2 separate regions of the Sus scrofa genome follow, and region 2 is linked to region 1. Evidence: chromatin contacts called from public Hi-C data. All regions are on one chromosome and are shown on one strand. Each heading gives the region's core, a stretch centred on a gene start, on an enhancer-like site or on the middle of the called end of the contact. The rest is flanking DNA. Distances are from core to core; before and after follow the strand shown. Region 1 holds the start of CISD3 (CDGSH iron-sulfur domain-containing protein 3, mitochondrial). Region 2 holds the start of EPOP (elongin BC and Polycomb repressive complex 2-associated protein).

Region 1 (6,171 bases), core at 1,122-3,621:
GATCCAGGAGAGGTCCCGGTAGATGACCCAGCGCACCGGGACCGGCCCCCCAGAGTCTGGGTGTTCATCTCCAAGAGCCTCCGTTTTCTGACTTGCCCCAGGCTGGGGTGTAGTGGCAGGTAGGCAGGTCACATTTGAAGAAGGGACCCAGGCTGGGTCTGGGTTGGTGCTGTCCCTCAGTTTGGGGGCAGGGGGCATGAGAGAGGTGGTACATTTTCTCTTTTGAGGGAGCCCTGTCATAGGTAAGGTCAGTCAGGAGCACTTCAGGAGGGAGTGGGGTCCCCGGGCAAGGGGTACTGCTGCCAAGACCCCACACTCCCCGCTCCCAGCATCAGTCCCTTTTCCTAGGATGAATTTGGAAGGGGAATGGGATGCAGACGCAGAGATCGCTCTGTGTAGGGGAGAGGAAGGATGTGGTTTGCAGGGCGGAAGTGGAGTTTGAAAAGCAGAGCGGAGCTTAGTATTTATTTCATCACCCTCAGCGTGGAGGTGTGAGTGTGGCGTGCATGCAGAGCCAGTGTCTGGCCCTGAGGTCACAACTAGTGCAGGAATGTCTGAGCTGGAAGGCACCTGCCTTTAGGGGTTGTTTGAGCCAGCTCCTCGCTTCACAGGTGATAGCTCCAAGCCTAGGAGGGGCAGGGGCTCAGGGGCAGAGCCAGGACCCTCCCTCAGGACCCTGGCCTCCTGGTCCTTGGCTCTCCTGCCCCGCTGCACTGCCTCCGTGTGGCTGTCCGTCTGTCCCTGTGTGTGTGAGTGCCGTGTGAGTGTAGGGCTGTGCCCGAGGTGGGGGGCATCTGTGAAGCTCTGACTGTCTTAGCTCAGAGCTGATGGATCCTCTCCAGAGACAATGACACTTTAAAGGTTGCCTTTTCTTCTCTAAGTTTTCTCTATGTGTATGTGAGTTTTACCCCTCAGACTCCAAGGTCTACTGCTGCCTCCAGGCGCCCTTACCTTGAGGCCGATGAGAGCACCCCTGCCTACTCGGGTCCTGAGTTCTAGGGAAGTCCTCCTAGGAAGGGCCTTGGCAATGAGGGGAGCCAGGGAAAGAGAAAGAGCCGGCTCTGAGAAAGGGTGACTCTCTTTCTTCCCTTTCCCCAACTGGAAATGCAGACGAGTTTTCAAAGGCACAGGCTCCCCCTGCCAGCTTCCAGCATCTTCCTTGGTGTGTGGTGGCCCAGAGTTAGGGGTAGGCAGCTTGCTCCCAGTTCTCCTTTATCCCAACTTATTTCCCTGGGGACAGGTGCCTGGAGGGATTCGGGTCACTTCATGTCTGGGAATTTGCAGAAAAGTGGGGCACCTGGTTCCCTCCAGTCACATCAATGCAGATTAAACGTGTCTGGCTCCCAACCACTTGGACTTGATCTACTGAAAAGCTGGGGCCCGAGGGGTGCCTTCACTGCCCTCTGTTCACTTCCTCCAGCCCAATCTGGGACTTAGGTGGTGGGACTGGAGATCCAAACCCTGGCTCCCACCGTGTCCCCCTCTTCCATCCCAGCCTGTCTCAATGTAGCAGACCCTTCCTAGGGGAGCAGGGAAGGGAAGCCACAGTTTGCAAACCCAGGGGCTCCTTTTTCATTCTTTTCTAAAAGCCTCCTTTATATCCTCAACCCAAAAGGCAATGCCCCTCCCCTGCCACCTCCAAGCCTGGAATTGTGCATAACCCGGATCTTGTATCTTTGTATAACGGATGTTATTTGTACGAAGGGCAGTTCGTAAACAGCACTTGTTCTTTTAATAAAAGAATGTTTTACAAAAAAAAAAAAAAAAATCCAGAGACCCTGCTTTGTCTGCCTTTACTGAAGGGGAAGGGAGGTGGAGTGCCAACTGTGGGAACCTTGAGAAAGGATGGGGGTTGGGGGGATGCTCTAATACATTTCTTTCAGCTCTTGGAAGACTAGCTCATAGAATGCACAAGATACCCAGCTTGCATACTGAAAATTCAGGTACCTGTGTCCTCCCCATAAGAACGTAAGATGTAGGCCAGGGCGGGAATCTGTTTAAAAACAAAAAAACAAAAAAAAACAAGCTCTCTCGCGTTCCCGTCGTGGCCCAGCGGAAACGCATCTGACTAGTATCCACCTAGTAGCCATGAGAACAAAGGTTCGATCCCTGGCTTTGCTCAGTGGGTTAAGAATCTGTTGCTTGTGTGCTGTGGTGTAGGTCGCAGACGCGGCTCAGATCTGGCGTTTTGCTGCCGGCGGCTACACCTCCGATTCCATCCCAAGCAAAAACAAACACACACCTCCCTAGGCGGTGAGAGGTATCCGCACCGCCCCGGCAAGGGGGAGCCCTGGGAGGAAAGGAGCGGCGATGCTCCGATGGGTCTTCCGCAGACACGCGGGCACCAAAGGGGGCGCCAGAGAGCCCTCCACGCCCTCGGGGCCCGAGGCGGCTGCTGGACTCGACTTCCGGCGGCTGGAGCTGGTGTTCGGCCCCCCGGCCCGCACCCGCGCGAACCCCGTGGCGTCTTCCGGGCCGAGGCGGGGCCGGGCCGCCGGGAGGCGGGGAAGCGGGAAGGTGACCCGGGAGCGGGGCGGAGCCGGCGCGGCGTGGCGGTGGCGGCGGGGCCGGCATGGGCGGCGCGGGGGCGCTCCTGAGGCCGGCGGCCTGGGTGAGCTCCCGCAGCCCCGCGCGGCCGGGCCCCCGCCTCTACCCCCGTGGTCACCCCCAAACCCTTGCGTCGCCCGGTGCTTTGCAGCCCTTCCTGAGCGCCCGCTGGGTGCCGGCACCTCGCAGCAACACCCCTCCCTCTCTTGGGACCCCTTATTCTTACCGCGCCTTTCTCCCAGGCGCCTAAGCCCTGTTGTCTCTTCCCTCCCAGATGACTTCCCTCTGGAAGTCTTTCCACTGACTTTGTATTTCTGTTTCCGAATCACCGTCTCGTGACGCCTGGTGGCCTTGAGAAGCTGAACCAGAGGCGGGACATCTCCTCCTGGCTGGTAAGTAGTCCCCCTACCTTCCCACGCCTGCACCCCGTGTGCCCTTCTCGCCACCCAAGTCCCCAAGGCCCAGACACTGCAAAGGTAGAAGAGACCAGAGGAGGGAACCAGATGAGTCGGCCTTGCTTCATGGACTGCGGCCGGAGACTCTGTGTAGACATCGCTCAGCGGCTCAGGGCAGATTGGGTGACCAGAGCACACAGGGCAGGGAGCGGGCTTCGGTGCTGGGAACAGCCGAGCCTGGGAAGCCAAGCCAGGTGCAGGCAGCCCCCCCTTGGGCTGGCAGATCCTGGCCCTGCCCTCCCTGGCACCTGGCTGAGAGCCAGGGTTTGAAGGGAAAGCGGCTGGACCCAGAAACCCATGTGCTTGCGTGGCCTTGGAAATCTCTTCTCTTTCTGCAGTTAAGGGTCACTGTGGTGGCGGGGAGAGCCCTTGTAGGTTAGCATCAGAGCTGCCTCCTGCAGGGGAAGCCTGTCGATAGCCATGGCCCTTGAGCGACGGGACGATGCCACAGGCAAGGAAGTGCTTCCAGGGTGTGGGGTGGACCCTGAGCCCCTCATCTTCTCTGCCATAGGCTCGATGGTTCCCCAGAACCCCAGCCAAGCCTGTGGTGGCCCTGAAAACACCCATCAAGGTGGAGCTGGTGGCTGGGAAAACCTACAGGTGGTGTGTGTGTGGCCGTAGCAAGAAGCAGGTGAGCGAAGCCTACCCGCCTTTGTGTTGATATATGACATGTTGGGGACATCACGTGTCTCCTGGGAGCTCCTGCCCAAGATGGTCCTCTTTTTCCCACACGTGCCTGGGAGACAACCAGGGGGTGGGAAGGGGGGATATTCTCAGGCCAGTGCCCCCCACGGCCCTGAGCTCCCGGTTCTCTGCATCCATCCTTCAAGATGCAGCCAGAGAGACAGAAACTCAGGCCCAGGGCTGAGGGCTCTGCCTCCTCTTCTAGTGCGCCCTCCTTCTCAGGGGTTCGGCTCCGCCCTGAGAGGCTTGCCAGTCAGTTGGTCCCTCTCGCCCCTCCTTCCTCCTAAGAAGCATCTGGGCCAGAGGTTCGCAGGCCTTGGACCCCAACACTGGACAGACTGTACAGCCGCTCTACCCTGCCCCCGCCCCTGCCCCCACCGTGTGCCCCTTCCCAGCTTCGGCTCTTGAAAACCCTCCCTTTCTCAGTCTCTTAGACTTTCCTGGTTTCTTTATTATTTTTAATTTTTTAAGGGCTGCACCCACAGCATATGGAAGTTCCCAGGCTAGGGGTTGAATTAGAGCTGTAGCCACTGGCCTACACCACAGCCACAGCAACACGGGATCCAAGCTGCTTGCGTGCCCCAAACCACAGCTCAAGGCCACGCTGGATCCATAGCAAGGCCAGGGATTGAACCCACATTCCCATGGATACTAGTTGGGTTCACTACCACTGAGCCACAACCAGAACTCCCTTTCCTGGTTTCTGGCTGTCTTGTCAACCTGGCTGCCCGCTCCCAGCTCCTCTCTTCTGCCCCAGGAGCCCTTCACCCAGCAGGAACCTGCCCCGTGTTCTCAGCCTCCAGGGCCCCTTTCCTTCCTGAGCTGCGCTTTGAACCGTGTTCCTCCCACTTGGCCACTGATTCACTGTGGACTTTGAGCAGGTCCTCAAGAGGGTGGCACAGTGCTGAGGGAATGCCTCCCAGTGAGGAGGGGCACAGGCAGGCCCTCTGTGCCTCTTGCCCTTCGGACAGGTGCTGGCTTTTATCTGCACACTCCTCTCAGCCCTCCTCCTATGCCACCCTGACCCTAGGGTCAAGAGGCCTTGGCTCCAGCTCTGCCACTAACTAGCAAACCACCTCTCCGGGCCTGCTCCCATCACTCAGGCTCTGTGTGAACACCCTCCCGGCTGGAAGGGCGGATATGCCTGCTCCAGGCAGCCGGTTCTCTGTGGGACACCCCCACCACCCCAGCCCCTGTAACATCCACGCCCGCCCAGGACATGCCCACTTGTTTCCTGGAGCCAAACGAAATCAATGCTCCAGTTTTAAATCCCACCCAGAGAAGTTTTTACTAAGAACACGTGGAAGGAAATTAATCTCAGGAACCACTGGAGACTCAGAGCCACTCAAAAAAAAGTCCTATGTGTGTAAATATTGTCAGTATCTAAGGCCCCCTTTCACTTCACCTTGAAAACTCTGGGAGTTCCCACTGTGGCTCACGTGAAACGAACCCGACTAGTATCCATGAGGTTGCAGGTCCAACCCCTGGCCTCACTCAGTGGGTTAAGGATCCCATGTTGCTGTGAGCAGTGGTGTAGGTCGCAATTACAGCTTGGATCCCATGTGGCTGTGACTGGCCAGCAGCTGTAGCCGACTGGACCCCTAGCCTGTGAACTTCCATATGCTGCAGGTGCAGCACTTAAAGAAGAAGAAAAAGGGAAAAAAAACCCTGTTCTCATGTCCTAGCCCTCTGGGTCCCCCAGAAACTACTCCTGCAAAGCTTCTATGGGCAAAGTGCATGGGTAACCACTACGCATTTTATGTTCTTGGAACAGCTCTATTCTGATCACTGTCACATCACAGATGTGAAAGGTATGCTCGCGAACCAGGCAGTGTCAGGAGCCGTGTGCTGCCCCTAGCAGACCTGTCTGGCCCCAGCAGGCGGGGTCGGGTCTCCACCTTCTTCCTTTTCCTCACCAGCCCTTCTGTGATGGCTCCCACTTCTTCCAACGCACTGGCCTATCCCCACTCAAGTTCAAGGCCCAGGAGACCCGCGTGGTGGTGCTCTGTACCTGCAAGGCCACCCAGAAACCCCCGTACTGCGATGGCACCCACAGGAGTGAGCGGGTGCAGAAGGCAGAAGTGGGCGCCCCACTCTGAGGGGGTGGCTGCTGCCCGGCCCAAGAAGGATCACCCAGGGACCCCAATACCCATAGCTGGTTTGTGAGCAGCTTGCTCCTGTAACCCAAGGTCTCCAATGTGGGGCAGCTGGGACCAGGCCCCTGCTTCAGTGCCTGCTGGCGAAGATGGCATTAAAAAAGCATTCCATGCCACAGTGGTGGTCTTGTGGTCACTGGTGTAAGGGACCTGACCTGTACCCCTCCCTTGGATCTTAACCTGGGTTGGGGACACCTGTCTGGCTACTGGTTGGGGGCAGGTCAGCTTCATGCCATCAGGGGTCCCCTAAGGCAGGCTGAGCCTTGAGGCAAGAGGAGGTGATCAGGGGACCCACCCACCCTTTCCCTGTCCCCTCTATGCCAAAGAAC
Region 2 (6,171 bases), core at 2,096-4,595, 56 kb before region 1:
TCTTCCAGGTTGAGGATTAAATGACTTGAAGGAGATGGGAAGCCAAAGGAAAGCATCCCCTCTCACTCCCCAGAAAAGAAGAGGAGTCTGCGAAAGAAAGAGGATTTCAGGGCTCACCCCTGAAATCCCCAGGTTGGTAAAGCGGGCCGAAGCTGACCCGACGAAAAAGGATGGAGTCTGCCTTCCAGAATCTCTCCTTGCAAACGTTGCCCCCTCTTCCCGGCGACTCCCTCCCCACCCCTCACATCTTGCTTTCTGCCTCTGTCTTCCCCATGCTTGGGGGGCACGAGAGAAGATGGACCCCCCTGAAGCACAGGAACGAAGGCGCGGCCCCACCCTCCTCCCTCCTCCCCACGACACAGCTGGAGGGGGAGGGGAGGTCAGCAGGGTTCAGAAAGGCCAGATGTTGAGGAGAAAGAGAGCCGGGCCCACCCCGCGCCCACCCACCCCACCCCCACCCCCAGCAAAAGAAAAATTAAAAGAGACAGCTTTTCAAACAGAACTTTTGTCTTCCAAAAGTTTTTTGTTTTTTTGTTTTTTTCTCTCTCGCTCTCAAGAATCTGCTCTATGCAAACATTAAAAACTTTTTACAGCATTTTCACAGAAAAGGAAACTGGTCCTTCCCCAGTATATGTGGGAATTCTTTGTCCCTCGCCCCATCTTGGGGGGAAAAGGGGGTGATGTCCGCTCGTGTGGGCAGAAGGGCCAGGGGGTCCCTCAGTTGCTGGGCAGATGGGCAACCCCCGGGTTCCCCTTCCACCTAAACCTGCAATCTCCCTAAGAGCTAGACTCCCCAGGGCTCACCTGGGTGGAGGAGGCGGCCACTCCACTCCCCTCTGACTCCAGGGGATCAGAGGGCGCAATAGTTAGTGGCCAATTTCTCCCCTCCCCCAGGAAAACAGAACTTCTGACCTCAAAACTAATCCCTCGGCCCTGCCCCTTTCGGATCCATCAGATCCCTGACAACTCCCGAAATGCCTGAGGTTGGGTGGGGGGAGGATGCTGAAAGGTTCCTCAGCCCAGTTCCCATCCAAACCCAAATTTTTGCCCCCCCCGCAAACCCCACTGGACCCGGTGCTTCGGCCAAGAGCCCTTTCCTTTACCTCCTCCCCAAAGAGCAGCATGTCTTGTCTCTAGCCTGGCCGGGGGGCCGAGTTTCAGTGTCCGAAGAATGGACCCAGGCCTGCCCTCTACCTCCACGCCCTCCATCCTTAAACGGCTGGAGAGGACCTGGAAAGGCAACTTGTTTGGTCTGATTTTATTGATTTCTTCCACCTTCCATTGCTTTCCCTGGGATGGTCTTCTCCAGCTCCCTCCCCAGGCAGAGTCTGCATTTCTGAAGGGGAGGTGGCCCCTCGGCCCTGCCCCTCCTGCCCCTCCTCCCCTGAGGAGACAGCGGGGGGAGGGGGCTGTGTCTCAGGGTGGGGAGTCCACTTTTACCCATCAGACCTTATACCCTGAAAGCACACAGGGAAAATGGAAGGGGGAAACTCCAAAACTGGACAAAGGGGAGAGAGGCTGGTGGCTGAGAATGAAGATCTCGGCACCTCGGGGTCACTTGATGTGGGGGGGGGGCGCTCGGCAAAGAACAGGAAAGGGGTGATCTCCCCCTCGCCTAAGTTGCTCCCTCCCCCACGAAGGCTGCAGTGGTGCTCAGAAGCTAGGGAAGGCCTGTGGGGAGTGAAGGGTTAAAGGCCCGGCTGGTGGGGGTGGGGGATGCCCCCAGGGAGCTGCCAATCACCTCCCCACCCCCACCCCAGCCCCCCCACCCCCAGCCCCTGCTCGCCCACAGAAACAACCGGTTTGTCCATCACCAAGGTCTCTCTCCCTCTTTTCTTCCCCCCTCGGCTTTGAGCGGTAGCCTCCACGGCTCCCCCTGGGGTGAAGGCCCTGCCCCCAGAGATCGGAGGTGGAAGAGAGGAGGGGTTGGAATCTATGTCATTAAGCGTTTTTCCTCGGTTAAGCCTTCTCCTGACTCCAGCTCTTGGTCCTCTCCAAAGGATGAGAGGGAGGGGGTGTCACCTCGACCAGTTAGGTGCTTGAAGATCACTGTCATCTGAGGTCCCTCTGACCACAGCCCATAAAACCTAAAGGGGACAGGCGAAGGTGAGAAACGAGGCTCTAGCCTTGAGCGCGCAGTTTGGCTGTGGCCCCCACTTTTCCCCCTTGGCAGGCAGAAGAGGTCTCACGCTCAGAGTTGCTCCAAGTTGATGCCCCAGAATTTGAGGCCGGGGGGCTCAGGCACAGCGGGACCCCCGATCTGCCACCTCCACAATGGGTGGGCAGGCGGGGGTTTAGAGTCTCCCTGGAGGCGAAGCGAGGATGCGGGCCCTAAGTCTCCGTCCTCCCCCACCACCAAGGCCGGGGGACAGGGGAAGCAATCGAGGAGGCTGAAGGTGCTCGTGGTGGGGAGCGTCGGCGCAGGGCGACGGGGCTGCGCGCTGCGCTGGGGGGGCGCCGGCCGCCGGCGTTTCTTGGCGGCTCCCCGGGCGGGCCCTTTGGCTGGCGGCCGCTCGGGCCCCCGGCGCAAACTCGGAGTGTCGAGGGCGAAGCCCTTCGCGTAACACCAAAGTTTCGACCGGCGGATCAGACGATCGAAATGTTCCTGGCGGAGATCGCCGGGCGCGGCCGCAGCTCCGCTGGCCGTCGAGGGGCTGGCGGCCGGTGCCTCGGGGGCGGCCTTCGGGGGGTTTCCATCGACTGCGGCCGTTTGGCCCGGCAGGGGCGGCTCCGGCGCGGCCCGGGGCCCCGCCGGCTCAGAGGAGAGGCCCGCAGGTGGCGGCGGAGGCCGGGAACCGGGATCCTGATGCGGGCTGGCGGCGAAGCCAGGCTGGGAGTCGAGACCGGGGGCTGGCCTAGGCGGAGCTGAGGCGGAGCTGGTCGGAGATTCCCGAGGGCGCCGGGGCGCCGGGCAGCGGCCGGGAGGTAAACCGGAGCGAGCGCCGAAGTGCGGGAAACTGCCTCCGCCCTCTTCCTCCTCGCTGCGGCCCCGGCACACTGCGGCGTCGGCATCCTGGCGGGCCGGGGAATTGGGATCGCTGGACCGCCCGGCCTGTCCCGCGAGGTGCTTCAGGCCATCCGGGGCCCAGCCGCCGGTGCACAGGGGGGCGCGAGGGCCCAGCAGCACCGGGGCCCGCGGCGCCAGCTCCCCAGGCCCCAGGCCCAGAGAGGACGCCCGGGGTTTGGCAAGGGCGCAGAAGGCAAGGGCACGCAGGCACAGCGGAGAGAACTCCTGGGTCCCCCGACGCGGCTTCCGGGGTGTGGGGGAGCAGGGCGACCCTCGCGGGGACGCCGGCACTGCGAGGCGGGGAGCGGGGCACAGAGTCTCCATGGAACCGCCCGGGGGGTTGCCCACTGCGGGGGTCCTGGTCCCAGCGGCGGGATGCCCTGGCTGCCCGAAGAGCCCAAGGGCGAGGGGAACATCGCCCCCCCTCGACGGGGAGGTCTCTGCTCACGGGCGCCCCCGGCCCGTACCCCTGGGCCGCGGAGCTCTGGCTCCCTCTTCGATCTTGTCACGCGGCCCTCCCGGCGGCCGGACTCCTGGGTCCCTGCGAGTCCCGGCGCGGTGGGCCGCCCTTCCTGCCGCCGCGATCCCTGCGCAGCCCGGGCGGGAGCCCCCTCTCGAGTTGCCCGGAGCGCAGAGGTTGGGGAAACAAAGCGGCTGGCGGCCGCGGGAGGCGGGAAGGACCCCGGGCCCGGCACCCGGTGCCCGGGCCCAGGCGGCGGGGAGGGCGCCTTCCGCCCGCTCGGCTTCTTTCTTCCCCGCTGGCTCCCGGAGACCGCGTTATAGAGAACTGCCCCCTCGCTGCCCCAATACCAGCGCCGGGGCCGCGAGCCCGCCGCTGATTGGGCGGCACTGCCTGTGACGTTGGCCCGGACCCCACCCCTCCAGCGGCACCGCCCCCGTCCCCATTCCTCACACAGACACACACACGTGGACCCGGCGCGGCGGCGGCTGGGAGGGAGGAAAGGAGGCTGCGTGCGCGGGTGGGATCGCAGGGGGCGAAACGCGCCGCTGCACGTGGCGCGGTGGCGTCCTGGTGTTCAGTCACTGCAAAGCACTTCATTTTTTCCCTTAGCAGTCATGGTTTTCGCATCCGTAAAATGGGAATCTTCATATCTACTCGCAGGGGGCTAAGTGAATCCACATAGGTGAATCTCAAAAAGACAAAGTTGAAAGAAAAGAAGAAAAGAGGTTTGGAAGCTTTGCACAGCAGGGACTCCTGCGGGCAGAATGTTCTTAACCTCTCAGCTTCGGTGGCCTAGAACAGTGCCTGGCACACAGTGGGCTCAAGAAATGTTGAATGAAGAGTTAGGAATTCAGTAAGTGTGTGCAGGATGAAAAAAAAAAAAAAAAGGAATCAATTCGGAGAGAGGGAGAATTATAACGCCCACGGAAGACAGTAAATAGTCTTCCATTTCTAGTTTCTAAATGGCCCCTTGAGCAAATTCTGAGGGACTGACTCTGCAGCCCCCTGGCAGATCCCAAGACTCTGCCTTCTGAGGCCTGAAATTCCAAAATACGTTGAGGAGACCAGAAGGGACACACAGACTCTCTTCTTATCTCCCCCAGGAAGAGGAAAGCAAAGAGAACGGGAATTCCAGTACAAATTCCGATAACTGGAGGATCCCATCCCCTCAGCTTGTTCTGTCCCCTTATCCTTCTTTAGTTTCTGTAGAGCTTACTGGTGTATGAAAATCTGTGAATGTATTTCTTCTTTTTTGTCTGTCTCTTCCATTAGTCTGGAAATGAGCGGCTGAGAATGTTGTCTTCATCACTGCTGCCTCCCCACTGCCTATAACAGTGCCCAGATGTCATAGGTGTTCAATATGTATTTGTAAGTGAATGAATGACTATGCCTCTCATCCCCCAAATATGCAGAAAAATTGTTATGAGCTCATGGAATAAGGGTGGGTTTCTGTGTGGCCTGGGGGTCGGGGTGGGGGTCACAGAGTGAAATAGCTCCTTCTGGGCCAGAGGTAAAAGAGAGTTTCTGCAAGAAAATAACTAATGCAGCTTGCCTCCTGGTCCTCCTGGTGGCGACAACAGAAGAATTGTTTTGTAAGTGCCATCACATAACCTTTGGGAGGAAAGGCATCAGGAAGGTCTGCCTCCCCTACACCGCTTTTGCAGAGGCCAGAGGTAAAGACTCCAAGGCGGGGCTAGGGTTTGAGGAACAATGGTGTGTAGGGTTCTGTTGCTCAAAACATCCGCCCCCTAGCATCTTCAGCAGAAGTCTTTGGGGAAGGGGTCATGAGGAGGGAACCTGGGGTCCTGCCAGGTTTAGACTCTAGGGATCCTGAGTGCGAAGAGCCCTGGTCCCACCCTCCACACACACCCACACCCAACCCCCCTACACATACACAGAGGAAAGTTCTGGAAGGATGAAGATCACACCTGTCTTTTCTGGTGAACAGGGCTGAAAACTTTTACCCTGAGACAGTAGTCCCAGATTTCTTTTGCTCATGGGGCAGGGACGTGGGCTTCAATGCAACCCTCCTCCAGACTCTTTGCAGCTGAGATGCCTGGGGAGTGGGCTTGGGCTCCACCTTCGAGAATCTAATCTGGGAAACTCCCTTCATGCCCTAGAGTCTCACGCATATTTGCATCCCTGTGCATAGCATTGATGAGTGAATATTGTATAGCAATGCAGATCAATGGGCTCCTCCTTCTCCCACCCCAACAGCCACCAGTCCCACAAATCTGAGTTTGGGGGCTTTAGTGGGGGTCATTACTGTTGAGAGTCCTTCCCTGGAGGAGGCATTCCCTCCACCTCCATTTTCTCTTCTTTCCCGTCCTTGAATCAGGCACCCCAGAATATAACCCAGATATGAAAGCTCTTCATGGGCACAGAAGCATTATACAAACAGTAGGGGTTAGTGTAACTCCTCAGCTGGAAGGACCTAGAGTCATTGAGTCTCCATCGTCAGAGGGCTTGGAGTGGGGGTGCCAGCTGTGCGACCCTGGGCGAATCACCTGGACACTCTGAGTCTCGAGGTCCCTATCACTGAAAAGGTACCACCTCCCGATGTTGTCAGGGTGGAACCGGTATGAAGGGGCAGAACCAGCTGCTGCAGTTCCCGTTGCCTACAGTAGAGGACACTCGACCCCGTCCTCAGGCTGCACAGTTCTCAGAAACCTCCTCCCCGCAGGAGAAAGAGAGGGACTGG

The links. Hi-C and Micro-C count contacts between places; a contact is called where the count stands out from the background.
Region 2: a Hi-C map of epiblast stem cells shows a contact between it and region 1, with 3 times the contacts expected there. The contact joins the promoter of EPOP here to the promoter of CISD3 in region 1. A contact is called at or near these places in 2 of 5 promoter capture datasets (fetal liver and liver), 32 of 47 Hi-C or Micro-C datasets (adipose tissue, alveolar macrophages, blood and 16 more) and 2 of 2 datasets of contacts at active chromatin or transcription factors (alveolar macrophages and skeletal muscle).

Annotation. Positions count from the first base shown.
Region 1 is chr12:23,375,787-23,381,957 of Sscrofa11.1, reverse strand. It overlaps CISD3 (CDGSH iron-sulfur domain-containing protein 3, mitochondrial), which reads left to right and starts at 2,371. Exons shown (of 4, transcript XR_002337144.1): 1 at 2,371-2,517; 2 at 2,822-2,939; 3 at 3,514-3,633; 4 at 5,606-5,960. MLLT6 (protein AF-17) reads left to right here. Exons shown (of 21, transcript XM_021067068.1): 21 at 1-1,768.
Region 2 is chr12:23,432,562-23,438,732 of Sscrofa11.1, reverse strand. EPOP (elongin BC and Polycomb repressive complex 2-associated protein) reads right to left here and starts at 3,345. Exons shown (of 1, transcript XM_021067069.1): 1 at 498-3,345. The coding sequence starts at 3,331. The coding sequence ends at 2,192.